2 separate regions of the Macaca mulatta genome follow, and region 1 is linked to region 2. The links are chromatin contacts, called in public Hi-C maps. All regions are on one chromosome and are shown on one strand. The core of a region is the stretch at or near the end of the contact, and the rest is flanking DNA. Distances in the headings are between cores, read along the strand shown.

Region 1 (3,019 bases), core at 490-2,989, 120 kb before region 2:
TGAAAAATGCCTTAATGGGCTTATCAGTAGGCTGTCCACAGCCAAAGATTCAATGAATTTGAAGATAGGTCAACAGAAACTTCTCCAGTAAACTGCAAAGAGAACCCTCATCCCCCTGCCAGAACATTCAAGAACTATGAGGCAATTTCAGAAGACATAAAATGCATTTAAGTTGAATACTAGAAAGAGAAAAGAGTGAAGAAAAAATACCTGAAGCAATAAATGGCTAAGAACTTTACAAAATTAATGAGACACGAAATCACAGATCCAGGAAGCTCAGAGAACTCCAAGCAGGACAAATACAAAACATCTACAGCTCTGCATTACCTTATTCTAACCCGGTAAACCAAACACCAAGAGAAAATTGTGAAAGAAGAAGCTAAAGGAAAAAGCCATCATACCAATAAACATAATTACAGCTAATTACTTGTTTGAAACCATGCAAGCAAAAAAAGAGTGGAGTGAAGTATTTAAATTGTTGAAAGAAAAACACCAGGATTGGGCACGGTGGCTCACGCCAGTAATCCCAGCACTTTGGGAAGCTGAGACGGGCGAATCATCTGAGGACAGGAGTTCGAGACCAGCCTGACCAACATGGAGAAACCCCGTCTCTACTGAAAATATAAAATTAGCTGGGTGTAGTGGCGCATGCCTGTAATTCCAGCTACTCAGGAGGCTGAGGCAGGAGAATCGCTTGAACCTAGGAGGCGGAGGTTGCAGTGAGCCAAGATAGCACCATTGCACTCCAGCCAGGAAGGAAGGGAGGGAGGGAAAGGAAAAACACTAACCTAGAATTCTAAATCTGGCAAAATTACTCTTCAAAAGAGAAGGAGAAATAACTTTCAGATCAAGAGTACTTCAGAAATGCACTTTTTTTTTTTTTTTGAGACGGAGTCTTGCTCTGTCACCCAGGCTAGAGTGCAGTGGCGCGATCTTGGTTCACTGCAATCCCCGCTTCCCGGGTTCAAGCGATCCTCCCACCTCAGCCTTCTGAGTAGCTGGGACCACAGGCGCTGCCACTACACCCGGCTTTTTTTTGTATTTTCGGTAGACATGGGGTTTCGCCGTATTGGGCAGGCTAGTCTCGAATTCCTGACCTCAAGCACTCTTCCCGCCTCGGCCTCCCCAAAGGCTGGGTTTACAGGCAGGAGCCACCGCGCCTGGCCCTAGAAATGCATGTCACCCATAGTTTGTTTGTAAGAAAATTGAGGTCCTGAGTTGTTAAGTGGCTGAACTTAGGAAGCAATTGATCCCAAACCATTTTTTTTTCTTTTGCTAAGAAGTTTAAGTCAATGTCAGAAAGTGCAGTTTGAACTCTTCATGTTAAAGCTGGAGATGTTCAGGGAGAAAAATGGACTTTAGGTTCAATAGAATGTTATCAGCTGATTTGATATCCAAACTCAGTTTTCCTGATTATTTCTTATTGCAATGTCTGACATTTAGCCTATGTAAAAATATTTTCCCGTTAGTGGATGGGGAAATTACTAACTTACAGGACGCGAAAACCTAAATCTTCCAAGCGGAAGGAGTCCTAAAGCGAAGATGCACACGCCGGCTCTCGCCGGGCCAGGTCGAAGGCCGCCTACGAGTCCCAGGGTGCTCCGCGGCGTGCACTGCCCTCCGGGAAGCGTCTCCTGTGCGTCTGCGCGGGAGGTGGAACCTGGCTCTGGGGAGAAGCGGCGTGAGATCCGCGCCGGTTGCTAGCTAGTCCTTCTCGTCGCTGTTCGGCGCGCGCAGTGGGGTCGGCCCCGCCACCGTCGCCGCCATGCCCATGAAAGGCCGCTTCCCCATCCGCCGCACCCTGCAATATCTGAGCCAGGGAAACGTGGTGTTCAAGGAGTCCGTGAAGGTCATGACAGTGAATTACAACACGCACGGGGAGCTGGGCGAGGGCGCCAGGTCAGTCGCAGCCCCGGCAGCCGTAACCTGTTACTCGTGCCAGCCTGCTGGTAACGTGAGGTCCCTAGTCGCGCTGGGCGCCCGCTCAGCCCCGGGGCGGGCCCCCCAGGTCGGCGCTGTTACCCCCATTTTACAGAGGTCGAGACTGAGGCGGACGGCGGGGCCCCCGCCAGGCCGGCTGCAGTCGTGACGAGGTTTGCGGGGCGGAGGACAAGAACCCCCCTCCTAGATCTCCTTCCTCCGGCGCGGTGGGCGAGGCTGACCTGGCGGAGGCCACCGTTTCCCTTGGCCCCTGTGGCCAGCAAGGCAAGCGCTGGGGAGGGGCAGCCGCAGATCCTTTCGGGGTGACGGGAATGACACCCCTGCCCCAGGACGAATCTGAGAATAAAATGAGAGAAATAACAGCTGCGAACACTGATCATGTCTCGCACAGTTCTGAATGCTTCTCGCGCTTTCTCTCTTCTGATGCCTACAGAAACCCCAGCTTACCGCCACTCTAAGGCTGGGGAAGTGCACAGAGAGGTTAAATAACTTGCGGCTCCCCGAGACACCATGGCAGCCAGTGAGCGGTGAGCCGGGCTGTGTGGCCAGGAGTAAGTGAAAGCGCTTCCTTCGGGACTCAAGGTTTGGAAGTAATTAATTATGTCAGCTGTGCAGCAGCAGGCCCTACCCCGACTAGAGGGAACTATAGGGGACGCCTAGGATGTCTTTCAGCTTGGAACAGAGCAGGGACTCATTGAATGGCAGTTGGCAAGTGAAAGGTTTGGATTGACCCTGAGGCCGCGTGCCTTAGGCTCTGCAGGTATGAAGTCTACATTTATTGAGTACCCTCTGAGTGCTAGGCTGTGTGCTGTGTGCTGGGAGTTCAGCAGTGATGGAGGAGACGGCCTTAGCCCGCAGAAACTTTGGGACTGGGTGTATGTTGGATCAAAATGAGGCGTGGAGCACTCCCTGTGGGGCATGGTCCCCTTGGTGACGGACCTTCACTGCATGGCCCTTCAGGAGAGCCGGAAGCCACTTCCTAGCCATTTGCTCTGCGCAGGTGAATCTGAGAACTTGGACCTGCTTGCCTGGAATCAGCTGGCTTGATGGCTTCCTGGAAGACTTGGTCTTGGTCTTA
Region 2 (3,253 bases), core at 351-2,850:
ATACTGCCTGTAAGAGAGTTTTATAAATCATAAAGCACCCTATACTTTGGTTAGTACTATTTAGCTCCACTATTTTGTTTTCTAAACTTTTGTCCTGGATGCCATGTAACTAGCTGAAAGCATAGAGCCAAAACTATTATCTAGGTGTTCGAATCTATTGCTTTTGCTCCTACACCACACTGCATAAAAATTTCATTGTTTATATCACTTAGTGCAATGTCTATACCAGTAGTTCATAATGACAATAACTCTATTTACACAGTATTTACTACACGTCAGGCACTTTTCTAAGCTCTATTATTTACATTAACTCATTTAATCTTCAGTTCTAGAAGGAAGGTTCTATTATTGTCCAGATGAGGACAGTGAGGCTAGGAAAGGTAGCTTTCCTAGCAAAATCACACTGCTACTAAAAGTTGGGAGTTGCTAACCACAACACTAAAACATTTTATGTCTGTGTATGTATGTGTATACATATCTCTATCTCGAGAGAGAGAGAGAACTCACACACAGAGAATTATATTCAACTCCAGCCTGGGCGACAGAGTGAGACTCTGGTCTCAATCAATCAATCAATCATATTCACGTTTGAGGACCAGTGTCTTAGTCATTTTTGTATTCCCAGCCTAGCACATAGTGCCTGGAGTATTCGTAGCACTCAGGAAATACTGATGAATTGAAAATATATATAAGAGGCTGACGAAGGATTTGAATCTGGAAGTAAAGTGAGTTTCTGAGGCCCTCCTCCCAAGTCTTGTATTCATCAGCAAATCACATGAAGGCTGTATCTTTATCGACTTTCTTATTATTATATTGAAGATTTGTTTCTCACTACCGTTGCTATTATTTCACAGCCTTTGGCCTGGAGACAGAGTGGGATAATGGACAATTACTAGTTTCAACCAACTCTCCAGCCACAAGCAGCCAGTTCTCGTCACATCAAATGATCTTCCTCCAGGGCCGTTACATGGGCTGTCCTGTCTGGAATGCCATTCCTTCCTCGGGTTCCTCTGTTCAAACATCACTTGCTCAGAGAGGCCACCCTGACCATTCCATCTAAATTAATGCCTCAGGTCTTCTTCAGCAGGTCATTTGGCTTCTTTTCTTTCACAGAACTTATGACTCTCTGGAATTATTTCTTTGTCTATTCACCTCCCAGCCCCCAACTCTAGTAAGGGCAGGAGTCTTGTACAGCTGGTTCTCCAGATGTACCCTCAATGCCTTAAAAACTAAATCAACATGTATTCAGTGAACGAATGAGAAGAGAATCACCCCCGAATTGTGCTCTCTCAAACCCTAAATACCCTTAAGCTTGCCTCCCTTGGTGGCTGTAAACCCATTTTTAACAATAACACCATTTCCAAGTGACTCTGAGGCTCGCAAAGTAGCGTTGACTCCATTTTCTGAGAACAGCCCCACAAACAATGCTCAGAAGGGAGGTCCGGCCTGGCAAGAACGCCCATGCTACCCATTTACAGTAGATAACATTGAGCTTCATTACGGGATGCGCCAAGGCCGCGCCGAAATGACGAGCAGGAGCCCTGAAAGGTGTCCTGGTTCCGAAAACCTCTTCCCATGAGACCGCATCGTGGACTCGAAATGCTTCATCACCTTTATTACTATTGTTCTTCTGTACTCATTCTGGACGCGTTCCAGGCGGAGGGAAGCCGCCCACCTCCAGACCCAGGGCCGGCGGGTGCCGGCCTCTCCACCCGGCCGCGCCCCTCGCGCCCCGCCCCCGGCCCCGCCCCCGCCGACCCGGCCCCACTCCGCGCCCTGGCCTCTACTCCCGCCCCGCCAGGGCTCCCGCGCCCCACAAGGACCGCCCTCTTCCGCCTTAGCCAGTCAGCAAAGATCAGGGGGGCGGTGCCACAGGGCCCGACCCTCCTATCCGGGCGCCAATTGGTCAGCCCATCAGTCGCTCACAAGGTCGCGCCTCGCACCCGCCTTCCTCCTTTTCCTTTACCCTCCCCTTCAGAAAAAACGGCGGTTGGGCTCAGGCGGCCGCCAAAAGCGGACTAGAAGCGGAGGGGTGAAAAGCCCGGGAGAGAGGGAAGAAGGGACTGCAGGAGGGAGGAGGAGAATAAGGAGGAAGGGAGCCCGCCCAGCCGGAGCCATCTCCGTCGAGAACAAAATGGCGGCGCTGGCGGAGGGCCAACTGTGAGGCGGGGCCGCGGCCATTCCCCCTCCGCCCCCACCCTTGCGCCGGCCGGGCCGGTCAGGGGGAACCCGCTCGCTTCGCCCGGCCGCGGGCGGGGAGGAGAAGGGAGCGGCCCGGCCCACTATGCAAAGCGCCGGGCGCCGCCGCCGCCACCCCGTGGCAAAGGTAAAAGGGTCAGGTTCAGCCGCCGCCGCGGCGCCTCCATGTCCGCGCGCCAGGCCCGCCCCCTCCGCCGTCGCCCCGCGCCCGCCCGACCCTCCTTCAATTTTACCTCAGGATTTGGCGCCAAAGCGGCCTCGAAGCGGGTCCCGTGTCTGCGGCGGGCGGCCCCCGGCGCGGAGGGCAGGGCGAGGGGAGCCCGGGCTCCCGGCGTCGGCGGATGGCGGGAGCCCGGCGGCCGCGGGCTCACGGAGCAGCGGGCGAGAGACGAGACGTCGAGGTGGGAGCGGGGTGGCGGGGACGGGCCCGGGGGCGCCGCCGGGGTCGCGGAGAAGGGGGGGTTTGTTATTGTTTTTGTCAGTGAAAGGTCAGAGTTCGTGACCCCGGTGCCGCCGCCGCCGCCGCCCGCGCGCTGGTAGGAGGAGGGCGAATGTTCTTCTTCCTCTTCCCAGCGCCAGCCTCGCCGCGGCGGCGGGGGGCGGGCGAGCACGCGATTGGCTGAGGCGCGCGCGCGCACCGGAACGCCGCGGCCGGCGCTCGGTCCATCCGGCCCGTGGGCTGCGGGGCCCCGGGCAGCGGTGACTGCGGCCGGCGGGCGGATGTGTGGCTTAAATGGCGCAGGCGTCGGGGCCTAGAGGCTGAAGGGCTGGTCGTCCTAAAAACTCGTGGACGTCGCGCACGGTTACCCGGAAGCAGGCCCGCCTCTCCGGGTAACTGCGAGCTTCTCGCGGCTGGATGGGGACCGTCCTCGCAGTGGCGGCCTCCACACTGGCCTCCCGCTTAGCCGAGGCTTCTGGAAGGCTCGCAAAGTGTCTGTTGATGGAAGAAGCCGGGCCCTGACTGGCGCGACGGATTCCCGCAGCCGCTCAGCAGAGCGTCTGTAGGTCGGAAGTGGGGGTTATATTGGGTGGGTATTGAGCTCTTCGGCCCTTC

Evidence for each region. Hi-C and Micro-C count contacts between places; a contact is called where the count stands out from the background.
Region 1: a Hi-C map of cortical neurons shows a contact between it and region 2, with 4 times the contacts expected there. The contact joins the promoter of MRPS25 here to the promoter of LOC100423625 in region 2.

The regions. Positions count from the first base shown.
Region 1 is chr2:153,869,797-153,872,815 of T2T-MMU8v2.0, reverse strand. MRPS25 (mitochondrial ribosomal protein S25) reads left to right here and starts at 1,739. Exons shown (of 4, transcript NM_001257670.1): 1 at 1,739-1,899. The coding sequence starts at 1,766.
Region 2 is chr2:153,754,332-153,757,584 of T2T-MMU8v2.0, reverse strand. It overlaps LOC100423625, which reads left to right and starts at 1,600. Exons shown (of 4, transcript XM_077994120.1): 1 at 1,600-1,905; 2 at 1,979-2,160; 3 at 2,223-3,227. The coding sequence starts at 1,600. The coding sequence ends at 2,739. NR2C2 (nuclear receptor subfamily 2 group C member 2) reads right to left here and starts at 2,756. Exons shown (of 16, transcript XM_077993641.1): 1 at 2,433-2,756.